Regions from separate parts of the Mus musculus genome. Here region 1 is linked to region 2. A link is a contact called in public Hi-C data. All regions are on one chromosome and are shown on one strand. The core of a region is the stretch at or near the end of the contact, and the rest is flanking DNA. Distances in the headings are between cores, read along the strand shown. Region 1 holds the start of Agt (angiotensinogen (serpin peptidase inhibitor, clade A, member 8)). Region 2 overlaps Pgbd5 (piggyBac transposable element derived 5).

Region 1 (5,488 bases), core at 2,333-4,832, 190 kb after region 2:
CACACACACACGAGGATATCAGGGTACAGGAAGAGAAATCTATTAGAGTCACAGGGAGAGGAGGGAATTTGCAAGACAAAGGCAGAGAGAGGCCCCAGGAGAACTTGGCTCTGACCATGCCTTGCTTTGGGTTTCTGGAGGTTCTCTTGTTATCTATCATACTAGGCTGTGGCACAGTCCTGGTAGAACCAGGCATACAAGTGACAAAGGCTAAGAGTTTATTCCTGGAGGACATGTGGATGGCCCACTGGGTTTTGTGGAGCCTTTGTACCCACGTGGGTGTGCCCTAGGGTTGATTTTAGTGTCCATGAGATCCTAGCCTGCAGCCATAATTGAGAGCCAAAGGCCTTGCCCAAGCCCAGGTCCTTCAGATATGCTCCAGGCAGGCTGGATCCCACACAGCAGCTAAAGAAGACTCTATAATTGGTTCATCTGCCCAGCCTGCTCACCCACGGTTGGTTTCAGTGGTCTATGGTAAGGCAAGGAATTGATTCACCCAGATGGCTATGAGGTACAGGAAGGGCTTGGGGCTCTGGCCAGTCATGGACCAGGGGATGGGGTGGTCCATTGAGCTGGATAGCCTTTCCCAGCCTCAGATACCACCCACAGTACATAGACTTAGCCTTGGATCCCAGAGGAAGGCTCCTGAGCTGACTCTGCAAAGCCTACCTCTTATTCCTCTGGTCCTAGTGTGGGAAGGTGAGTTCTATCCATCCTTCAGTTCTGACCAAGCAGACCATGTGCGCTTGCTTCTATAGGAACCAGCCTGGCATGTGGCTTCCAACCCCTTACCTCACTGTGGCCACCACTGTGAGCCTTGGCACCTCAACCCTGACTGAGGTCACCTTGACCCTTCCTTTCTGCTGCTTCACCTTTCCATGTACAACCCTCCACCAAACCACCTGCAAGGTCCCTAGGTGAGGATCTTAATGTCCGTATTGTTCTGTTGAAGGTGCTGCAGACATTTAAGGTGTAGGTCCTAGTGGGGGCCCAAGGCCACTGGGGGCATGCCATTAAGAGGGGTCGCAGGACCTGTGTCTTTCCTTCTTCGTTGCTTTTGCTTCCTAGCTACATTGGAAGCAGCTCGTTTTACCAGATGTCATTGCCATTGTCAGCCAACACCCCAGAAGTCCCGAGCAACAGTCTACCTGAATTTGACCTGCAATTCCAGTACCATGAGCCAAGACAAACCTTTCTCTTCATAAGTTAATGATCTCAGAATGTCACTATGGAGTTGCAAAGCTCCAAGGTCACCCTGGACTCCCATATTCCCGTGCTTGCCGAGGCTGCACATAGAATATCCTCCACAGACAGACAAGGTGCTCTTTGCTCTGCTCTGGTCATCCCACTGGTCTGAGAACCTTTGGCTTCTGACTGTCTAGTGCTTCATCCTTTTGACACACACATCTGGCTTCACCCATCATTCTTAAAGAAAGTTTAGAGGTTTGGGAAAGCAGAGTAGAGAGCTCTGCCTGTACTCACTGGCCTTTCCTTGCTTTATAATCCAACACAGTAGGGTCAGGACCTGCCTCAGGTGCCCAGGCCACTGGATGAGCTGTGGGGGTGAACACAATGTTTCCTAGACTGCTGTTCCTATGAACGGCCTCTGTCCAGAAGGTAGTGCCATGGCTGCTGTCCCAGGAAACGCGTCACTACTGTCCTTAGGCACAAGTGACTGTTTGTTCTTAGCTGTAAGCTGCTGTCAGTCAAGTTCACCCTAAGTGTGATTGCAGCAAATCTTGAGGACATAGGAGATCTCACCCCCACACACACACTTCTATTCCCTCCCCACCAGCTGCCTCTCTGTGTCCCTGTCTTGTGGCTTCTCAGGGCTATGTTGCCTGTCCTGTCATTATCAGGGTGCATTCCAGTGCTGTCTTCTGTCAATAGTTCATCTTCACCACTCAAAGTCTACCTCAGGCTCCCCACACCTCTCTCTCACCTCCTCTGTACCTCATAGCCACCAGAAGCACCCTATATCCTGTATCGATGTATTTACTATGTGCCCCACTGGTCTGCCTCCCACAGGTACCTGAGTGCCACAGGTTAGCCCACCTTCCTAAGGTCATCCAGGGATAGCTGTAGAATCATCAGTGCCATTTGTACAGGAACAGACAAGTCTTGTGACCTGCACCAGGTCACACAGCTGGGACTCAGCCCTAACACTTGAATCCATGAGTGGCATCTAGACATGACACATATTGCCTCTTAAAAGAAATAAGGAACTGAGGAGCCTAGGGCAGGTTCAGCACGCAAGAACACGTTGTTGCATAAATATGAAAATCCGGGTTCTCGTCCCCTGACCCCTTGTGAAAGACCAGTCACAACCACATACTCCCCTAACTCCAGAGAGGTGGAGCGAGGAGACAGGATGATCTCCAGGGCTTCCTGGCTGCCAGTCTAGCCCCAGCTTCAGGAAGGGACCCTGTCTCAAGGGACTAAGGAGGACAGTAGCTGGCAGGACACCTGGTATCCTCCTCTAGTCTCTATCTGTGTTCATGGCTCCTATGTCTCCATGCTCCTCCCCTACACTTCATATATACACATACATACATACATACATACATACATACATACATACATACATACATATGTACATAAATACACACGTCATACACACATATGTCACATTCACATAAATACATATATACCTTGGGCTGGGTATGGTGATACAATCAAGAGGTTGAGGCAGACAGAATTTAGTGAGTTCTAGGACAACCAGAGCTACACAGTAAGACCCTGTCTTCCAAAAAAAAAAAAAAAAAAAGGGGCAGACATATCTCTGAATCTGAGGCCTGCACGCTTTACAGAGTGAGTTCTAGGACAGCAAAGACTACAACAGAGAAACCCTGTCTCAGAAACCAGAAGTAAATAAATAAATAATATGCACATACACAACACGGCACACACACACACACCACACTAAGAATAAAGAAGGAGCTAACTTTTCAAAGTACTTCCATGTTACTGGATGCTCCTAACTTATCCCCAGCCCTAGAGAACCTCAGAACTGTGATGAAGCCTGTTCACAGAGGGGTAAGTTGAGGCCCTACAGGACATGGTGAGGAGCCACAAGACACAGACCACAGCATTGAGCCTGGATAGAGATGTCACGTGACTTGTCCCTTCCTGCTTCTTGCAGTCTGAACAATGAAGCCTTGTTCTCCCTTCAGGCTGGAGGAGGTCCAGGGGACTTGGCCACCCTAGTGCTGACCCTGTGAGAGTCTCTCTGCTTTTGAGGACCCATCTGGACTCACAGGAGGCAAAAGGACCTGGCCATCCCCTAATGAAAGACCATCAGTTCCCAGTGAGCCCAGTTTGGTGACCCACAGGGGACAGTTTACCTGGACATCTAGCCTTTCGGAATAGGAGAAGCAGTCAGTGCTCACATCTCCTGAAGCGCCTGCTACCACAGACTTCTCACTCCAGAAAAAATGCCATCCAGCCCTTCCCAGTGTCTCTGCCCAGTCCCGGCCTCCTCTTCCCACCCACAGCTCAGCTCCTGCCTGGCCAGATCCCATGAAAGAACCAAGACAAGAGTGCTCTGCTTACCTTCAGCGCCAACCTAGACAAGCACAGCTATCCCCTGGTGAGCCAAGCAGGCTTATTTATACTCAAGGGGTGGAGATGGATCTATTCCTGGGCTACTCTGTACAGAGGCTGGGGGAGGACCCAGATCAGGGAACCATGAGAATCCAGGCTTGACCAAGATGGATCAGGGCCAGGGTGATGTTCCTCTGGGCCCCTTCCAGGAAGCCCTACTGGCAGATGAGCCTCATGCAAAAATAGGCTGGCCTTGGGTTACACATTTACCCCAGTTCCCTGGAGCCAGGACCACAGTCACAGGATTGAGTGGGTTGTGACAACCTGAAGCCAGCCATGCAGACCTTGGGATGAAAGCCCCCTCGTGATGCACTCGTAAGCCTCTCTGGGCATGCCAGGAAGGGGGCTCACTTGCAGGAGCTGAACCTCACGTCACCAGCTGCTCTCAGGGTGGACGACCTTGGACATTTGTAGTTACGTTAGTTGCCTGTTCTGTACAGGGGCTTCCAGTGGGCTGAGGACACACATCACCAGTAGGAAGCGCCTTCCGGAACTTCTAGCACACCTGATTAGGCTGGGAAATTCTGACTGTGGTAGAGCCATATTGAAACAAAATGTTCTGGGCTCATGGACGGAAAGCAGCAGTTTTGGAGGTTGGAGGTTTTGGAGCGCCTCCCTTGAGGGTGGAGAATGGTTGTGAAAGTTTAAGGGATGAGACTGGTGGACACCAGGGAAGGGTGGGATCTGAGAAGACAGCAGGAGTAGGCCTGGCAGACAGTCCCACCTGCAGGCTACCATGGGTGGCGACTAGCTTGCATCGCATCCACAACTTCAAGCAATCTCTTGGCCATGTGGACACAGGCACAACCTGCCTTCACCTAAAAGTGGCATGGGAGAGTAGAGGTGGAAAGAGAGAGTGGGCAGAGCAGTCGCTGGCTTAGAAGACAGATGCACCATGCAGGACTTGATGGTGTTTGAGATGGGCTCTGAAGAGCAACCTTCTCTGGGCACAGACATAAAATAACTACCAGAGATCTCAGTGGGAGACCAGCTGTAGGAGGCAGGGCTGTAGAGTGACGGTCTGCACTCGGGATTAAGGAAGAGGATGCCAGCAGCCCAAGGGGTATGCAGGGAGTAAGAGCTTAGGAAAGGCCAGTGGTGCACAGATTTCCCCGAGGAGTGTGTGGATGCCTTAGTAGCTTTGGGGTTCAGCAGGGAGCCCTGTGCTGAGGACACAAGAGTAGAGCTCATGAATATAGTGATAGAAAGATCTTTCCTCTCGGGCTCTGAGACCAGAAGACTGGATTCTTCAGCTCACTGAACATCTTTTTTGTCCTCTGTGAGATGTCCAGTAGATGAAGGCTACTGAGCGTGGTTAACCCTTGCTACTAAGGCTGTCTGAGCACAAGCCTCCTCTGTGGCAGTCTTTACTGGCTGGTCATCAGTCCATCCCAGTCCACACGGAGAACAGGCTCAGTTACTCCACCTGGAGCAAGTACCCCTGCAGCGGCAAGTCAGACAACAGGGCTCTTGGGCCAGGCTGGCTGTATAGACTCCGCCTGCTCTGAGGGGGTTAACTGACTGGCCTGAAGTCCCCCCCCCACGGCCCCCTGTTCCTTCACTATCTAGGAAAGAGTGTGAGAGAGATGCAGAGCTTCCTCCGTCTGCATCCTAGGGTCTCCATGGCTGGCTTCCCTCGCCACACAAGCATGTGCTAGCTCACACTAAGTCTTTCCCATTCCTCCACGGTGTCTTCCCAACCTCTTTATGACCAGGAATTTCCCTTAGCCTTGCATCCATCCACAAGTAGGATTATCCTTTGTCTTGTGTTCCCCAGTAGCCCCCTCAGAGCTGCCAGCCACCTGCCCCACACCATGCCTGGTTTATTGAGAGTGAACACAGGGCTTCGGCCATGCCAGGAAGTGTTCTACCCACTGAGCTACTC
Region 2 (5,581 bases), core at 1,393-3,892:
AACATAAATACATACGTACACTGTACCACAGAAGCACATGTAGACCACACATGTAACATGACCATACATATACTGTCTGTCTGTCTGTCTGTCTGTCTATCTATCTATCTATCTATCTATCTATCTATCTATCTATCTATCGTGTGTGTGTGTGTGTGTGTGTGTAGTATATGTAGTGGTATATATACATATATACACATATATAAACACATAATATATATATACACTATATAGTGTATATATACATGTATCACACACATATATAAATACACACATGGTATGTGTATACACTATATATATATATATATGTATATATATATATATACACACATATATATGTGTGTGTGTGTGTATATACACACACATAGTATATAGTGGTATATATACACATATACACACACATACATATATATATAAACACACACATGGTATGTGTATACTATATATATATATATATACACACACACATACTATATAGCAATATATATATATACACACACACACATACTATATAGCAGTATATATATATATATATATATATATATATATACACACACACAGAGACATACAAACACACAACACATGGTATGTGTACACACTATATATATATATATATATATATATATATATGTATATATATATATGTACACATATACACATACTATATAGCAGTGTGTATATATATATATATATACACACACACATACATATAAACACATATAAACACATATAAACACACATATGGTATGTGTATACACACACTATATAGTGGTATATATATTCATATATACACATGTGTATGCATATATATATATATATAAAACACATGATATGTATATATACTACACACACACATATAAACACATATGGTATGTATATACACTATACACACACACAAACACACACACAATACGTAGTGGTATATATACATATATACACACATATATATAAACACACACATGATAAACACATGGTATGTGTATACACTATACACTACACACACACACACCGCACACATGGTACACCCCAGGAGCATGCATGTCACACACCCAGTATGCACATAGGAATGCAAGCCGTTCATGTGCACACCGCTTTGGAAGTGTCTGCAGATTCCTTTGCGATCCTCTCAATTTTTGTCTCAGCAGTTTAACAAGGTCTTAGCTGTCAGTTTCTTTAAATACAGACTCTGGGCTAATTAAGTCCCTCTACTCTGAGTCAATTTTAAATCCCTGGAAAATTAGCAAGGGCAACAGCAAGCTGCCTGGCAGCCAGGATCACACAGGCGCTTTGCTTCCAGGAGTCAGAGCTGATAAAATGATCCACAAACTCCACCCACAGCATAGCCTATTACCATGCCCAAAAAACAGAGCTATCACACCCCAACAGGATGATGAGACCAAGCCACCTGCCAATCAAGGCAAGCTAAGAGCTTCGTGCAGCTCCTACCTGCCCCTTCCCAGGATAGCACAACTATGAGGGACACAGACCGCATGAGGGCCCTCCATGCTTGTGCCCTGGGTGCCCCCCTTCCTGTACACTCACCTTTCTGCACAGGGGAGTAGGCGTTGGTCAGGAAGCGGAAGTGCCCCTTGTTGTACCAGCAGATCAGTGACATGTTGCCCTTTGTCCTGATCTGGTGCTGGCCCCGGGCGAGTGGGGTGGCAGGGTTGGTCAACATGGATGGAGGGAGACCTGTGCAGTCACTCTTCCTAGAGCTGAGGAGGCCACAGCAGTAGATCCCTGGAAGGAAAGATGCAAACTCTCACATGACCCACTGTCAGGGTGCCCCACCCACAATCGGGGAAGGAGGGCGAACCCTCAGAGGCAGCTGCTGAGGCCTTTCCCCACCCCTCTATAAGAGCACACCTGAAGGTCACTGAGGCCATAACTAATGCAAGCAATGGATTAATGCAACAATATGGCCCTTATCAACGGGGCTCTTCATTGGCCCTGTGGGGCAAAGCATCCTATCTGTGTCCATAAATGGAATTTGCTAAGGTGTCACATGTACATTAGGAATGGCCCACCGGTAAATAGCTGCGGTGATAAGGATGGTATGGCTGTGCCCAACAACACAGCCAGAGACCTCGGGATGGACACGCCCATCAGCTCTTGGGGCTCTTGTCACTGAAGACACGACATGTGGCATTCCACTGTGAAGAACTCAATGGCTCTAGATGCTTCTAAAAATTCATAGTGATATCATTTCTATATTGCCTAGCCTCAGAAAAGGCAAAATTCCATATCCAGTTACCCTCCTCCACCCAGCTCCTAGCTTGCTGAGCCAGGGAATGCCTTTCCCTGGGGATCTCAGAAGCAACTCTCCTAAATCCTCCTGGGGAAAGGTGCCCCAGAGGCCCAGGCCGTGTCCAACACTCATGCGGCTCTATAGATCTAAGACTGGAAACACACACACACACACACACACACACGAGCACATACTCCAACTCCCAGTGCTGAGAGCAAATCAAAAGGTGGACCCTCGCGTACATATGCACACACCATCAAGGGTTACACTTCTATGGACATGCCTCCGCAGACCATAGGTCTCAGACAGCAGGCCAACTCCCCACTGTGCTTCATGGAGGGCCAGACCTCCTCCAAAGCAGCTGTGTCACATGTCCTGCAGCTTCCCTTCCGTCCTCTGTCTGATCTCCTGCCAGGTTCTTGCCACAGATGGGCTGAGTCTGCCGGCACCACCCAGTGCAGAGGGCTATTCTTACCTAGACTGCAATGCTGGCTAGCTGGGGCAGCCTGTTCCCGCACTTCAACCAGGCTTCCCAGGCCCAGGATGTAAGCTGGGTCAATACAAGAGGGTTCAGTTTTAAGGCCTGATATCCACTGTGTTACAGAGCAAAATGTCTCAATTCTAGTAGCTTCTGTCTATGAGTGATGCTTTCTCAGCTGTCCCCAGCATAGCTTGGCATTTAGGTCTCTGCTTTTTACATCCAGCATCTCCCAAAGTCAAGGGAGGCTGATCCAGTCTGCAAAGAACAGCCAGCCTCTTGCTCCAGGAGCCCAGGACCTTTCTGAGGCCTGAAGGATCATCCCTGGCCACACGGGTCTCTGCCAGATGGGAAGGAGACTCACCAGCTACGGAGGATGACTCTGCTACTTTCTAGACCCTTTTTTATGAGAGGCTTTTCCTCCAGGCCATTTATGGCCAGAACCACACAGCAAAGTACACACAAAGGAATGCCCAGAAGACTGGCAGGGCTCTGTGCCACTGCTGTCACCTGACAGCGAGCCCAGGACTCACACACCACGAAAACACCAGAACCCAGACACACAGGGCAGCTGAGACGCTGTGAGCAATCTGTGCTAGCCGCTGTTCCTACCCTCCTCATTCTTTGGCCACTGCCCACCCCCCAGGAGCCGGCCATGCCAGGACGGCCGCTGGACAAACCTTGCTTCTCAAATTCTTCGAACAGATTGAGGCTGGTGATGCTGGGCCCTGTAAAGATGATATAGTTCTTTCCGGCCGCGTTCCGGCACAGGCTCCGGGCCACCATGCTGTGCAGCTGTGGCTTGTTCTTCAGAGCGTCCAGGCCATCTGGGCCACCACCTTCCTTTAGGTGGACGTAGATCTTGAACAGAAAGGCAGAGGGGTCAGAGTGCCAAGGGCAACAAGGACCACAGCCCGAGACCGCAGGAAACATGGGGTCAGAGGAAACCGCCTCACCCCACTATGTCATGAGCCTCGCAATGTCCTAGGTCACCACCACGGCTACCCAAAACCTGAGCAGCTCATGGTTTAGCCGGGAGGCTTCTGTCCGTGAGAGTATGAGCGGGAGAGGAGCAGTTAGTGATGGGAAAACTGGCAGTCAAATTTGATGCAAACCTGTTCCTAAGTCCGCACACGCGCGCGCACATGCGCACTCACACAAATAGAATCGAAGGGCACCTCAAGGGCTAGGCATGCTCTTGCATGCCTAGTGGGTATCACCCATGGGACAAAATGACTAGTCAACCCAAAGACAGGTAAGGCAGCCCTCGTCTGTCTCACTGCACCAGAGATGCAATAGAAGTCAGACACACTCTAAGGGCCAGAAGCAAAGAGGCCATGCTAGGCTTGGTAAGCAGTTCCTAACATACAGGCCATACCAGCTTCACAATTGCCACCAAACACGTGTATGTGGGAAGGACAATGGATTCAGGGGCAGACCAGACCTGCAGGTAGGGCGCCGATAGTCTCTCCTAAGGAGAGTAGAAGTTCCGGGGAATGTTCATACTTACATAGACAGATACCCAGCAGTGCCTGTCACATTCCTAGGCCTGTCCTGTTCTGCACAGCGAGCTCACATTGGTGTCATCTGATATGCACCAACGGTGCTCTCTGAGAAACTCCCAGAAGGAGCACATGGAAGACCCAGCTACTATGTCAGGTCCCATCCTGTCTGATGAGTTTGGCAGCTCACCTACCAAGCACCGGTGTCCTTAAGAATACAAAAGCCCAACTCTGTGTTCAGGTCAATGTACAGGGATGTGACTTAGCAACAAAGTCTTCAACAGAATGGGGGATAGATACTTCCTTCACTGGGAAGTGGTGCCGGACAACAAAGCCTCTGGGTTTAGCAATGGTTGGGAAGCTGGTGAGTCTGGCCTGCATGGGTCTTCTGTGATATGTAGCTGAACATGTTATTTGATTCTTTTGTTTGTTTGTTTTTTGTTTTTTTGTTTTTAAGATTTATTATTATATGTAAGTACACTGTAGCTGTCTTCAGATGCACCAGAAGAGGGCGTCAGATCTCATTACGGATGGTTGTGAGCCACCATGTGGTTGCTGGGACTTGAACTCAGGACCTTCAGAAGAGCAGTCGGTGCTCTTAACCACTGAGCCATCTCTCCAGCCCATGTTATTTGATTCTATACACAAACACACTCAGCTTCAGAAACATTGTTCTACAGGGATTTTTTAAATTATTGCATTTACCTCAGGCATACCTGTTGACCTCCCACACTATACGATGGGAGCCTGCGCATGGCGCATGTGGCTCCTGTGTTCAGGCCCCACAAGACTGAAGTCAGAGCATCAGCTGGTCTGTTTCTATGCAGTGCTCAAGAAGCTCCTGGGGCAATTAGGTTGCAGGGCAGTGTGTGTCCATCACTCTCTGGGAGCCACGAGGGCTGTCCATGTCTCTATCCTCTAGCTTCAGCCAGCATGGTTTATATAGATATGTCGGCTACATACTCAAAGGGCTATTACTGCAGATTGTGGTTAGAATATGGAATATTCTCCACGTTTGTGTTTTTGAACATTTGGTCCTGAGTGATGGTGATATTGTCTTGAGAAATTGGCGAACCTTTTGGAGGTGGGGCGTTCCTGAAGGATGGGGTAAGCTGGCCTTGAGGGTTACATCCTGGCCTCTCTTTCCTGTTGAGCGCTGCTTCCTGACTGTTGATACAATGTAACCAGTCACCTCACCCTCTGCCACAGACATGAGCTGCTCCTGCTCCTGCTATGTCTGCCTAGTTTCTAAGTTGCTGCTTGTCCTGTGTTTGGTCTCAGTGGCAAGAAAAGTAACTAATACGGAGAACAGTAAGCATTTACTAGGGCTGGAGAGATGGCTCTGAGGATAAA

Evidence for each region. Hi-C and Micro-C count contacts between places; a contact is called where the count stands out from the background.
Region 1: a contact with region 2 is called in a Hi-C map of cerebellum, with 1.8 times the contacts expected there. The contact joins the promoter of Agt here to the enhancer-like site in region 2. A contact is called at or near these places in 5 of 39 promoter capture datasets (the 3T3-L1 cell line, embryonic stem cells, hippocampal neurons and 2 more), 1 of 15 datasets of contacts at CTCF or cohesin (embryonic stem cells), 9 of 484 Hi-C or Micro-C datasets (bone marrow-derived macrophages, cerebellar granule neurons, cerebellum and 3 more), 1 of 115 datasets of contacts at active chromatin or transcription factors (double positive thymocytes) and 2 of 9 other capture datasets (adipose tissue and embryonic stem cells).

What each region holds. Positions count from the first base shown.
Region 1 is chr8:124,566,124-124,571,611 of GRCm38.p6, forward strand. It overlaps Agt (angiotensinogen (serpin peptidase inhibitor, clade A, member 8)), which reads right to left and starts at 3,583. Exons shown (of 5, transcript NM_007428.4): 1 at 3,553-3,583.
Region 2 is chr8:124,372,704-124,378,284 of GRCm38.p6, forward strand. Pgbd5 (piggyBac transposable element derived 5) reads right to left here. Exons shown (of 7, transcript NM_171824.2): 4 at 3,407-3,587; 5 at 1,543-1,740. Among named protein-coding and RNA genes, the nearest start is that of Pgbd5, 58 kb to the right of the region's middle. Within about 2 kb of position 2,643, at least 31 of the 459 cell types and tissues checked have an H3K27ac peak or open chromatin away from gene starts, as enhancers often do. A contact at or near this core is called in cerebellar granule neurons, cerebellum and cerebral cortex, where this site is marked.